Linked DNA regions of Arachis hypogaea: region 1 is linked to region 2. Evidence: chromatin contacts called from public Hi-C data. All regions are on one chromosome and are shown on one strand. The core of a region is the stretch at or near the end of the contact, and the rest is flanking DNA. Distances in the headings are between cores, read along the strand shown.

Region 1 (7,341 bases), core at 1,677-4,176, 320 kb before region 2:
TATGTAAATCGAATTAATTAGATTTGATTACACTCTTTTAATATAAATCGAATAAATTATATTCGATTTACTACTAATACAATATACATATGTAAATCGAATTTTACTATAGTAAATAGAATCAATTGGATTTGATTTACTATATATGCTATATCAATAATAAATCAAATTAACTTTATTCGATTTACTAATGAACATCACATATATAGTAATCGAATCAGCATAATTGGATTTACTACTTGTAACAGAATATTGACATTTATTACTTTTAAGTTAATTAAGTATAAAATTTATGCCTTTGATGACATTACTTCTAATTTAAACTTAGTTTTACAAATCATACTCTATTTCACAAATTAAATAATAATTTAATTAATATAGTATTTTAACTATTTCTCAAATTATATATTGTATAAATATAGTTAGTCATTTTATAATGTATAACTATATGTTACTTTTGACTATGAAAAAAATATCAAATTTTGACTACTATGCCACCTTGTGAGGGGCTATACTTTATTTTAACTTTTTTAACATCAAAAGTTCTAATAATGATTCTTTAAATATTAATGAGTCAAAGAATAATTTTTAATGAATTTTTAGAAATCGTTTATTGTTCTATTTTAAATTCATAAGTTTATAAAAAGGTAGATTTTCTGAAATTTGAACTAAAACACAAAAGTGAATTTTTATTCTTATTTGTTTTGATTTTTTGATATTTTATTTGAATCTAAATGATGGATATTTTTTTATTGACATTTATGTTTTAAAGTTAATATAGAATAAATAAATAATGTCAATAATCTGTTACAAGTAGTAAATCGAATCAAGCTGATTCAATTTGTTATATATGTGCTGTTCAATAATAAATTTATTATTGTTACAACATATACATGCTAAATCATATCCAATTGATTCGATTTACATAGAATCATTTAGAACATATTTTTGTAAGAAAATCAAAACAAGACATTGGCGTAATTTTAAATCTGAAATAGTTTATTGTATTTTATCTAAGTAAATGTACTTTTCAATTAAATTATTTTTATTTTTACTTTAAAAATATTTATTACATTTTTTTTATTTTTATCTTATTTGTTAAGTAAACATTTTCTAAAATTTAAACTGAAAATTTTATTAAATATTGTTTCTTGATATGAATTTATTGATTAACAGTATATATAATTGGTAATTCAATGACAAATAATATATATAGAACTGTCACCAAAAAAAAAATAATATATATAGAACTTAGATTATAAGGATGATCAAGGAATAGTTAGAATTATTTTGAATGTTACACTATTTTAATTTGTTTATCATTTGTGTAATGTATGATTAGTATATATATACCAGTTATTTACAAATTAATTGAAGCTATAACTATATTTGAATTAAATATTTTTTAAGTAAATGAAAATATGATATTTATCTGTATTTAAGATTTTGTCAACAAAAATTTAAATTAATTATTTCTTTTTTTTTTTGATTCCATAGGAACAAAATAACAAAACTTGTCAATTTTTATTTCACTATTATAATACTTTTAACTCATACTTTAAAAGTATTTATAGTCATATATTTAATTATTTTTTAACATGTAATTTTTTTTAGTTATTTTTTTATTATTTTTATTTTTATCTCATTTGGTATCCAAATTTGTTATGAAATTATTAGAATATTTAATATTAAAAGTTTAAACCTGAAAAATTACGCAAATTATGTAAATTAAGGAAAGCATTGTTTAGCCTCACTCTGACATAGCAAACTTACCATCTTCTCCTATGTCATTACTGACTTTAAAGTTATACTCTTGAAAATTTCCAACAGATCTTATTCTCACGGTTAGCTACATATCTTCTTCTACTTGTCAACTTATCCTTTAAACACGTCATTTAGCCATCTTAGCCACTAAATATATTCATCCACCACAGACGTCACCTTAAATTTTACCTTCTTTTATTTAATTACTTCTGTTTCTATTAATATGAGTTTTTTTGTTTTTCTCCTTTTTATATTATTTTTTGTTTTAACTTATATGTTTTTCTTTTAGGTTTGTCTTCAAAAATTCAGGTATATCATTCGCTGGATTGCTGTTGATGATTATAAGAGGGAAGAAGTAGAACTGGTTAGAATGAACAAAGATGTTATAGAATATAGATGCTTTTTAAATTTTGTTTTTTTGTCTAATTAGTTATTGTTGTTTTTCGGTCCATATATATATATATATATATATATATATATATATATATATATATATATATATATATATTGTAGTTTATTTAAAAAAAGATAGATTATCGTGTGTTATATTTTATTTTATTAAGTAATGTGATTGTTATTATATAGTTATATTTATTTTCAATTTATCAGTGGATATTTAAATAAGAAAATAGAGAAGGCATATAAAAAAAATATACCATAAATTTTTAATCTTTTAAACAATCAAACAACTCTATTCTAAAAAAAATAATATTTTTATCTTTTTGAAATTAATTAAAAAATATTTTATTCTTTTTAAAATTAATTATAAAAAGATATTTTTGTCTTTTTAATTTATTTTTATTTTTATTTTTTTAGTTTCCCACAATATTCCTCAACCTAATCGGTCAATAACTAATTTATTACGGTATTAAATTTCATTTAAGAAGTTTATTGCTGCCAACAAATTACTGCATGAAGCGTGATAATATTAAATATTTCCAGGTTGTCCAGTTGTCCTATGTTTTGTCAATTTGTGTATCTACGACTCAAAGCGTTGAACTCGGCACACGTATGGAGCCATTGCAGTGAGTGGACCTCATTTTTTGAACTAGAATCATTGGGCCTTTGATTTTTTTATATAGTGAAATGGGCCATGGAGATCTGAATATGTAGTGACATGCAATGGGTTATTTACTGTTTAACAAGTATATTAAGTTTTGATGGTTCATTGGGTAGTAATAGGTATTCTCTAGAAATTATTGCTGGTAGTGAGATTATGCCATGGTTAGTCTCACCGAAAATGATTTGGAAGGCGTGGTAGTTTGAAATTGAAGGAGAAGATTGTATAGTAGATATGTGAGGTGGAGTCATGGCGGGTATAGTGTTCCCCCATGTAGTTTGAAATTGAAAGAGAGGCATGGGCGGCACAGTATCCCCCATAAATGGATGATTCAGTTAAGTTCTCATTTGAGAAATGAGCAAGAATCAAATAATAATGGAGTTAAATTCGTTACTGTGTATGCTTTACTTTGTTGGTTATTTTAGTCAAGTCAGGGAACATGGGTGATCATTGTTGAACATCAAATGGTAGCTGGGCCAGAGTATATTTAAGTATTGATTTAGTTGTTAATTTTAGTTGGGTGCAAAGGTGCAGATAATGATAAAACTAAAACGATAATTTTGTATTAAATAGGTGATGAAGTAATAGAATAAAGCAGACACCATACACGAATAACAAGTTTGGGAGGAGACAATAATAATGATCTTATCATTTTATCACATGTTGTGGCATTAGCCTAACATGTATGTCGAATATCACTTTTATATGCTAATCGGTTTCAAGTCAAAATATCCTATTAGTAAACTCTTCACTTAATTGTACTGAAAAAAATTTATATGCAGCTCTTCCAATTTCTTTAGAACCTATTGTTCCTATATTGTTCAGTATGGCATTTTTTAGTGCATTTAGAGGATCAACATGCAAATAAGCAATATCATAATCGAATTACCCTCAAATATTACACCTTTTCACAATTTTTTATTGTTCTATTGAGATAAATTACTACAAAAAGAACTGATTATTATCCATGTGCATGTAAAGAAGAAGCATAAAGACTTAGAGTAAAAAGATGGATGTAGTGTAATTAATGATAAAGCTAGCAAGTTCTTTATATAGAGAGTAATTTTTTTGATATAGTCATCTTGGATGCAGAGACACCTAATTAATTAGATATGTATCTCGAATACTGTGACCACATTTTGTGTCTCTAACTATATTTCAGGTACTGTGACCCTGTTTACGTGTCTAAATATATCTTGGTTATTGTGACCCTATTCAAAATACGATTATATATTGGATACCGAGTACCTGTTTTTAGTTATGCGTCACATCCCGACTGCATCCAGGATATATTCAACTTTGATAGTCTCATATCCTGGGTATTCAGTCATGGGGATATGAGTTTAATAAAATTTGGATCATAGCACCTGAGATATGACATGTGTATATCAATAAATACACCGTAGTTTATATATTTTGGTAAATAATATATTTATTTATTTTAAATAAAAAATCTTATAAACTTGTTAACCCTCCTAATAAAGAGTTTGATAACCCATGTATCATCTATAAAGTTGTATAATTTGTCCCCCTTAAAAGATACAATTTAAGCCTATCGCAGGCAAAATCATTCTTGCGCAGAAGCACGATGTCCTTAGGATTTGTCACGCGTCCTTCTACATGGCAGGGACGGACTTAGGGGTGCAAGTAGAGGCCTTGGCCCCTCCCCCATATTCTTTAAATAAATAATAATAAGTTATTAAGTATATAAAATTATTATATATTATATAATGTTACTTTTTGTTTGAAAAATATATTTAGTATTTAGTCTAATATAAATAAGAGTCCAGTCCAAATATTAATGATCTTTAATATCTAAAAAGTAAGTAAAATAATGGAATGATTTTATCCAAATGAGTTCAATAACCAAAAGAAATTTGACACTAGAATGCAAGCTCAATATTATAAATTTGATTGTTTCTAATCATGTTGAATTAAGTAACTTGTGCATTTTTGAGTTATGTTAAGGATTAATAAAGATAGGAAAGTCTTTAATGTATTATTTGATTGATAATTTGATTAACTTAGTATTAACTCTTTCTGTTTTAACTGCTACAATTGATAGATCTCTTTTAGCTATGAATATTGTAAAGAATGGACTCGAAAACAAAATGAAAGATGAATTTCTTGTTAATTGTCTTTTGATTTACATTGGAAAGAAAATTATTGAAAGATTTATTACAAATTCTATTATCAATAAATTTTATAATATGAAGAATCGACGTGCACCATTTCATTGGTAAAAAATAGGGTAAATGACATAAACAATTCAAATGGCATTCAATATTACATGATAGTCCTAAAGACAAAAACGTTACATGCATGTCTAATTTTGAAAATGTAACTATATAAATCTAAACTAATCAATTCAATTTACATTTTCTCTATATAAATCAAATCAATTGGATTCGATTTAGCTAGAGAAGTGGTAAATCAAAATAGATAGATTCAATTTACTAAAAGAGGAACTTTCAGGATGTAAATTGAAGTAGCTAGTTTCGATTTACTACATTTGATACACCAGTAGGTAAATCAAAGCTTAACGTATACAAATTTGTAGGACTCGCAATGGCTAATGAAAATAGTGTTTTAGTTTTTGTTCACTATAGAGGGACGATTAAGAAAAAATGCGAGAGAATAAAATTTACTAATAAGGATCAGTTGAATGTTTTTATTCCGAAAACTAGGATTGCATGGCATGAAATAGGTGGAGAAGTTATTTTATAGGTGATAGACAGTGACGAAGATTTGCAAGTTTTGTTTCACTATTGTTGTCAGTTTCTTGAAGTGAGAATCCATGAGCTATTGTCTAAGTTTGGAGCTGTGCTTCAGAAGGATCGAATCCTAATCGTCAATCTTTAGTAATGCTAGGAGCCTCTAGTTTAATGCGTGTTGGTACCTCTTTGTCTGTGCCTGTCATTGCACTTGAGGCAGTTTTGGTGGCATCACATCCTTCGCAGCTGTCTTAACCGTGATGCTGATGGACAAATAGGTGATAATCGACCTTTTGGTCAACTTGCTATTGCAATGGCCGGTACTCCTGTTGGTGGAGAACCAGATGCTGTCAAATATGTACTACGAGATGATGATGATGATGATGATGATGATGATGATGTATAACCTGCCATAATTGATGAAGATAGCGATGATGATCTAGAGGGAAGTATTCTAGTTAGGTGTGGTAGAGCATCTAGTTCGGAAACTCAACAATACCCCCACATTTTTTAACTTTAGACTTGGAGGCCATGACATAACAGGGGATTATCGAATGTAACATCTAGATTTGAGGCCAGAGTTATAGGATACAACAGGTCTTAAGCGTAAAGACTTATAGCATCCACTGTGAGATTGAGTACAGAGTGCTAGAATCTGATCATATCAAGTACCATTGAAAGTGTAAGGAGTTTGAAAACGGCTACACATGGTTGATTCGGGTCACTCTTCGCCAGCGAAAGGGATCTGGGAGGTAAGAAGGTATAATAGACCTCATACATATTTGACCACGTCGATATCTAGTGATCACAGGATGCTTGATTATCCTATTATATATGCTTTCATCTCTGCCTCTCCCTTCGCATCGACCTCTACCTCGACCACCTCCCCTCCCTCCCTGTTGACTGTGACCCCTAGCTCGTCTACGGTCTCGACCCCTCCCCTCCATTGCATTAATCGCATCCTCAAGCCACCTTCACTCATGTGCACTCGCTCGTGTCCCAACACGACATCTTTGCTCAACACGATACCTGTCTGGAACATCAAGAACCTACCCTGGACCTGTGTGTTGCCTCTGTCAAGATTGCAACTTCTCTAGGGTCATCGAGGAAGAGCTTAGGCGACAAAAATCTCCTTCCATGCTCATGCTAGCACTCCAAGTACACCTGTGACGCTCTTGGGTTTGGAACGATATCAAATCGTAACCATGTTGGGCCCTGTGAGTCCAATAGAGGTGGCAAGTTTGTAACATACTCGAAAATCACCGATCACAGCCTTTGCCATCATTCAACATCAAAAAATCAATGTTGAGTGTGGCACGGGGTCGATGCTATACTCCACCAAACTGTGGTAACACCCTATCCACCTGATGTCACTATCACAGCAAAATAGATCAATGCCGTAATAGCCCTCATAACGCTATATGTTGAGACTCTAGTATCTCGGGATCCATTATTTGAACAAGCTTTGATGAGTTATAAAGCATCCACATGAACTGTTGAAGAGAAAAATGATTGATGAAGATCGTACATAAACAATAAAAAGTTATATAACTTAACAATAATAACCTGAAAGCTAAAATACTCACATCCCCGGCTTGAAGTAAATCTATCTTGAGCCTCCAATGTGCGACTCTAGGCCATTTTTCGCTCAATGTTGGCTGATATGCTGACCACCTGCCACCCGATACATTAGCTCATCAACAGCCATATACGGAAAACATATTAATCAACATAACTTATTTAAACATAAATACCTCGATGCAAACAGCCAATGAAATGTGTCAAACCCATCAGACCTGAAAT
Region 2 (7,098 bases), core at 657-3,156:
CTCTGACAATGTGATAGAAGGTTTTGGAAGAGTTATAAATTTATTTTTTGAAGGGACAAAATTCATAATAAATAATGCACTATTATCTACTAAGTCTCTAAAGAACTTGTTGAGTTTTAAAGATATTTGCCTAAATAGATATCATATTAAAACCATGAATGAGAAAAATCATGAGTACTTATATATCACAACTCATGAATCAAATAAAAGTGTTATATTAGAAAAATTATCCTTACTTTCTTCTAGGTTAGTGCATTGAATCACATGTTCCTATAAACCATTAGTTTACTATTCCAAAGGAATTCATAATTTGGCATGATTGATTGGGACAATCCTGGAACAATTATGATGTGGAGAATTATTGAAACTCCCATGAACATTCACTAAAGAGTCAGAAAGTTCTTCAATCTAGTAAATTCTATTGTGCTGCATATTTTCAGGGAAAGTTAATTGTAAGGCCATCACCAGTAAAAATTATATTTGAGTCTCTTGAATTTATAAAAAGAATTCAAGAAGTTATATGTGGACTAATTCATCCACCATATGGATCTTTTAGATACTTTATGGTCCTAATAGATACATCCTCGAGATGGTCACACATGTGTTTATTGTCTTCTCACAACCTGGCGTTTGCGAAATTACTTGTTCAAATTATTCAATTAAAAACACATTTTCAGCAAAACTAATCAAAGTAATTTGCCTTGATAATGCTAGTAAATTCACTTCCCAAACCTTTGATGCTTATTGTATGGCTAATAATGGAATAAGTGTTCTACATTCAATAGCTCATATTCACACACAAAATGGATTAGTAGAATAACTTATTAAACGCCTCAATTAATTGCTACACCTTTACTTATGAGAGCAAATCTCCCTATTTATGTTTGGGGCATGCGATTTTATATGTCGCAACACTTATTTGTTTGAGACCAGCAAGCTACCATCAATTCTTTCTCCTACAATTAACTTTTGGCTAGCAGCCAAATATTTTTCATTTGAGAATATTTGAGTGTGAGATATATGTTAAAATTGTCTCACCTTTTCGTACTAAAATGGGACTCAAAAAAATTAGAAATTTATGTGGGATATGATTCTCCCTCTATAATATGGTATCTTGATATACAATCAAGAGATATGTTTAAAATCTGATTTGCAGATTGTCACTTTGATAAATCAATGTTTCCAGCATTGGGTGAAGAGAATAAGCCACTTGAAAAAGAACTTAATTAGAATACATAATCGTTAACGCATCTAAACTCACGATCAGGATAATATTATGAACTAGAAGTTCGAAAGTTATACATTTGCAAAGAATAGCAAATGAATTGCTTGATGCATTTTCTGACACAAAGAGGATAATCAAATTTTACATACCAACTAAAAATATTCCAATTCGAATAAATGTTCCAGTTGGACAAATGATTATTGAAACAAATATACGCCAAAAACGTGGTAGACCAATTGATTCAAAAACAAAAATTCTCAAAAAAAAAAAATAAGTATTTGATATTATCGAAACAAATGGTACTCCTATTAAAAAAGATAAAGACATAGAAAGAACACCAACAATTATCCAAGTGTTGATACTAAATGACGTTTAGGTACCTGAAATTTCTAAAAATCGTGAAAATAATGAGATCTTGATAAATTGTCTTTACAAAATAAAAATAAAATTAAAATAAAATACTTATCAATTAAATATTTGTATATAATATGATATTATATATCATGCATAAAAATAAGGATTTTGAACCAAAAACAATAAAAAGATATTGACAATAAATAATTAGCTAAAATGAAAAGATTGGCAAAAATTTCTTATTTTGTACAAAAGATTCAACAGCATTAAACAAGAAGTCCACTTTTTTTACACAGAACCTAGTAGCTAGTTGTGAACATCAGCCCAACCCAGCTAACTAGGCCTCGCCGAAGGTCCAGAAAAAAAATGGAGCTAGAAACCCAACTGCAACAACACACTTTTTCTTCTTTTTTTTTCTTCTATAAGTTTCTGATATACTTTTTCTATCAATGATAATATCTTTTTTGACGAAAGAAAAATCTTGAGATGGAAATTTCTGGTGATTTTTATTTTCTTAGTCCTGAGAAATATGTGCCCCAAATCAAAGAAATTGTTGGCGTAATGATGAAGATATAGTGTTGCCTAAATCAAACTCAGCCTCACACTAAGAGAGTTTACTATTAGAATAAAAGTTATAATATTAGTTAAGCCGTAAATTTATAATATTAGTTAAGCCTTGTATACATTCATTTTGTAAACATATATACAAGAAATTGGCTTCTAATTAGATGTTAATATTAACTAGAACCAATTGTTTATGTTCAAATATGATACATTCGGAACAGCATGGACTAAGGAATAACTTAACAAAATACGATTATTTTTCTTCAAAGTCAGTTACGAAGCTGAAAATTATATGCTGTTTTAACTGAATTATACAAGAGTTTGAAATGGATACATCATTGTAAAGTAGAACAATAAAAGGAGAAGAATATAAAATAGGAAAGAATTGATGAGCTAAGAGAAAATTGGAAAGAGAATTAATCCAGGGATAATTAGGAAAGAATTGAAAGATGAATTATAAAGAGAAAATAATATCAAAACTAATTTATTGCCTTTTTAATTTTATCATTACTATTCTATTTAGAGTAAATTCTACTATTAATGAGAATTATCTAGTTAGGTTATTGAACCCAATTTTATTCTTTACATTACTTTTTTTATTAATACCTTTGTCCTCAAAGTTGTATTAAAATGTATGACCTAATTACAATTAGTAATAATAAATCCTCAAATAATATTTTTTATCTTATTTTTATTTTACTATCTAAAATAAAAATTATCACCGGAATCCCATTGTCTTAAAAATACTAGATCCAGCATGTGTTTAGAATAATTTTCATTAGCACTTGGTCCAATTATTCCAACTTCAGAATAGGAGTTAATATCTCTCCATCATTCTCAATTTCTCATTGTTGAAGAGAAAGAACACTACTTTATTAATACTTAATAATATATTCTACTACTAATGAACATTACCTAATTGGACTATTATCTAGGAAACTAGAAGAGCTATACCTTTATCATGCTTAAGTATACTAGAATAAATTAGAAAAATGTCAGAAAACACACATTTTTTAGTTTTTATCAGTATTAGTCAATACATTGTTTCTATATTATTAGAATTATGATCTAAAATTTTAAGTTTTAGTATAAAAGTATTTTTGTTGATCAAATATTGATCAAAAATAAAAATTTTATCGATTATGTAATATTATTTATAAAAATGTTATAATTATTGTTATTGAATTTACTAATAAGTTCGGCCAAATTTACTCAATTGGTTGACTCTTGACTAGCTATATCGTGATTTCTTTTGTTTAAATCTCGTATAATAATAATTGATTTTACTTGTATACATATTAACCCACACTACTAAAAAAAATTATTTTTAGTGATAATTTATTTTATTTTATTTTATATATATATATATTTTTAATTTGAGAGTTGGAGATAGCTGTTGAGGGAAGGACTATTACTTAATTGAGGCAAGTTAAAGGACTCAGCCACAGTGGGCTCATCTTGAACCCCTGTCAAGTAAAATAAACGACAACTTTGCTCTTGGTATTTATAGAGCAAAGTAACCATTTACCTCTTGAAAACCAATAAACATCATGAGTACTATATAAAAAAATTATTTTTAATGGAGATTACAAATAAAAAAAGATTGGTGAAAATTTTTTTAATTTAAAATAACCAATGTACAAATTAAATTAAAATAAAAAGAGATTAGTTGTTGTTAATCAAAATTTATTATAAAATAAGATTTATTGAATTTTTTATTTAAGGCAAGTGACAAATATAAATAAAGAGAAAGACAAACATCAACATTTTGAAGATATAATAAAATAACTATTTTCTTAAAGATAATTAAAAAAATAAATTTAGACACTGAAACTTATATTTTGACATCATATATTGTAATGTTTACCTCTTATTCTAATGTTTAGATTACCAAGGAGAGTTGATTTTTAAGAATTTTTTTATTTTATCAATTTTAGGATTATAATTCCTCTAACTTTTTTTAGGATTCTAAAATTTTATATTTAGTCATTCAGTTCGACCCCAATATATGCATTATTTTTACTCTAGATTTTAATTTTAGCACATGCATTTTACTTTACCATAATATCTCTTTAGGTTTTAATATGCTATTTTAATTATCTTATCACCAAATATGAATAAATATAAAAAAAATAAACATTACGTTAAAAGATTAAGTCTATTAACTAAAAAATGTAATGAATATATAACTTTATTCAACTCTAATATCAAATACTTATATATTTTTTAAAAGTAAATAATATTTCACTTTGTATTAATAATTTTCAATCTGATTACAAATTCAATTTTCTATGAGATTAAATGATTTTTTTATGATCTAAATGGTGACTAGTTGAACTAAAAATTCCAAAATATTTTGCTCCTCAAAAAATCATAAGTATTGCCTCACTAACATCCACATTATCCGCAATGCCTTGCAGATAAGGCTGAGCTTAGATTTGTTGAAATATCACACTAAGTGACAACAAAATCAAAAATCAATAACGTTTTATATTTAATCAAAATATTTAACTATGTTGTAATAATTTTTTAAATTACACGCCTTTTTTTTCTCTTTTTCCTTTTACGTTTTTTTTTTTCTAAATTCACGCATACAAATTTTTTTTCCCCCTCATCCTTCTTCTCTTTCTTTTTCTTTTAAATTTGCACCCTCCAATGTTGTGTCTTCATCTTTTTATTTTCTTATTATCATTATCACCAATAACACCAATATTTTGCAAACATTTTTATTAGTTATGATTTTCTTTGCTACTATTATTAAATAATTTTGATTCATTTTTTAATTTATTTCGGTTCATTTGTGTGTTAATTAAGGTTCCCTTGATATGCTGATAAGTATTGACCAAATTTTTTATTCCTTAAATAATTTCAGTTTATTTCTTAGTTTAGTTAAGGTTCATTTGGATCCAGAAATGAATTCGATGTATTTTTGTTATTGATTGAATCTTTTTTACTATTTGTTTAAATCTGAACTAATTTTGGTTTATTTATGTACTAACTGATGTTCACTTGATGCTGCTGATAAGTATTGACCAAATATTTTATTTCTAATAATTTCAGTTCATTTAGTTTAATTGAGGTTCATTTGGATCCAAAAATGAATTTGATGTGTTTTTGTTGATGATTGAATTTTTTTAACTACTTGTTTAAATTTGAGCTAATTGAATGGAATAGAGTGGATCTAATATAATTAAAAAAGTGATAATGAATAATTTCATTCTTCTTTACTAAAATATTTGGTCAATATTTATAAGCAGCATAAGTGAACCTCAATTAACACAAACACATTGATTCATTTTTGGATCCAAATGAACTTCAAATAAATTAAGAAATGAACCGACATTATTTAAGGAATAAAAAATTTGGTTAATACTTATCAGTAGCATCAGGTGAATCTCAATTAATACACAAATAAAGCAAAATTAATTAACAAATAAATCGAAATAAACTAAAAATAAACTAAAATTATTTAATGATAGCACCAGAAAAAATTAAAATCAATAAAGATATTAGTAAAATGTTGATGTTATTGGTGATTATGATAATAAAAGGGAAAGAGGAGGAAGAAATGGAGAAGGAAAAGGAGAAGACGAAGACAAAAAAATATATATTTTGCGTTACTAAAATACACTAATATGATAAAAGTAATTTTTGTTAAGTTGCGCCAACTTAATTGAACATAGTTATCAAAAATATTTGTAGGAAAAGTCTAGGAGTCCAGCAACTTTTGTATTTTGTGGTCAGCACTTAACTATCAAAAGAAAAATAAGTAATCTCCCACCATTGAATGTAATCTCACACCATTAAAAATACTATTATTGACAATTAATAGTTATAAAACACAAAAATTGCTGCTCCTAACATTCCTCCTATTTGTATGTATACTTCGACTGATTCAAAAAAAAACTAGATGACTTGCATTCATTTTCAAAAGCCTAATAATCCTTTTTTTTTTTTACACTTACAAATAAAACCATCGCACTATAGCCGTAATGATTTCATGCTTATTGTGATACTATTCTCTTTTTAGGTTTTCTTAATTCCCATTCTTTTTAAAAGCATTTAATTAATTTGCATTCTCAACAGTGATGTTTGGGTACAAAGCACCATCATCGTTGTGAACTTTTATTTCCAACTGAAGACACCATTAATAGCCCTTTTAGAGCACTAATTCAATCAGAAAGCAAGGAGGGCCCTAAAACAAATGAAGGGTACCCCTAATATATTATAAAAGGACACTAAAATGGAGTTTGTAATGATGAAAAACCTTAATCAGATATACATCCTTTTGAGAAACTCAATCCATTCACCTGTTTTGCCATTTCAAATCGGGGATGTTGACATTAACTTTTTTTTTTGTTCACACTTATGTTAATGAAAGTATTAAACTATTCATGCAATTTTTATCTAATAGCATAATTTTTATTGTGGGATATATATCATAATATAGTGAAAATAAATTGAAGGATCCACTCCTAGAAAGAAAGCTAGGGATTTTTATTTTTATAAATTAAATAAATGTAATAATTATCGAAATAAATAATTTAAAAAATATTTATCGAAATAAATACTCTTCTCTTATTTTGTTTCTATTATAAACGAGATAATTTTGTATGTATTCTGTTTAGATACATGTATTTTTTTAAAAAATATTAATAATATCAATAATCCAAACTTTTAACATGCAATTAGTACATAAAAAGTTAGTAGATAAAATTAAAATGGATATGTTTGATCAATTAGTACTCAAAAAGAGTACATCAAAAATTTAAAATTAAATTATGATCGAATTAGATTGATTTAAATTTGAAAAATAAAAATAACTGTTTGCTAATTATTAGGAGAGATTGATGGAAATAGTGGAAAGATGAGAAAGTCTAGGGGACCAGCACTTTTGTTGAAATTTGGTCAGCATTTAACCATCAAAAGGAAAATGATTAATCCTACACCATTAG

Evidence for each region. A called contact is a pair of places that touch in the nucleus more often than the background predicts.
Region 1: a Hi-C map of leaf shows a contact between it and region 2, with 2.0 times the contacts expected there. The contact joins two enhancer-like sites. A contact is called at or near these places in 2 of 8 Hi-C or Micro-C datasets (both in leaf).

The regions. Positions count from the first base shown.
Region 1 is chr3:38,569,731-38,577,071 of arahy.Tifrunner.gnm2.J5K5, reverse strand. No RefSeq gene overlaps it. Among protein-coding and RNA genes, the nearest start is that of LOC112770296, 37 kb to the left of the region's middle. Within about 2 kb of position 2,926, at least 3 of the 3 cell types and tissues checked have open chromatin away from gene starts, as enhancers often do.
Region 2 is chr3:38,251,454-38,258,551 of arahy.Tifrunner.gnm2.J5K5, reverse strand. No RefSeq gene overlaps it. Among protein-coding and RNA genes, the nearest start is that of LOC112793425, 40 kb to the left of the region's middle. Within about 2 kb of position 1,906, at least 1 of the 3 cell types and tissues checked has open chromatin away from gene starts, as enhancers often do.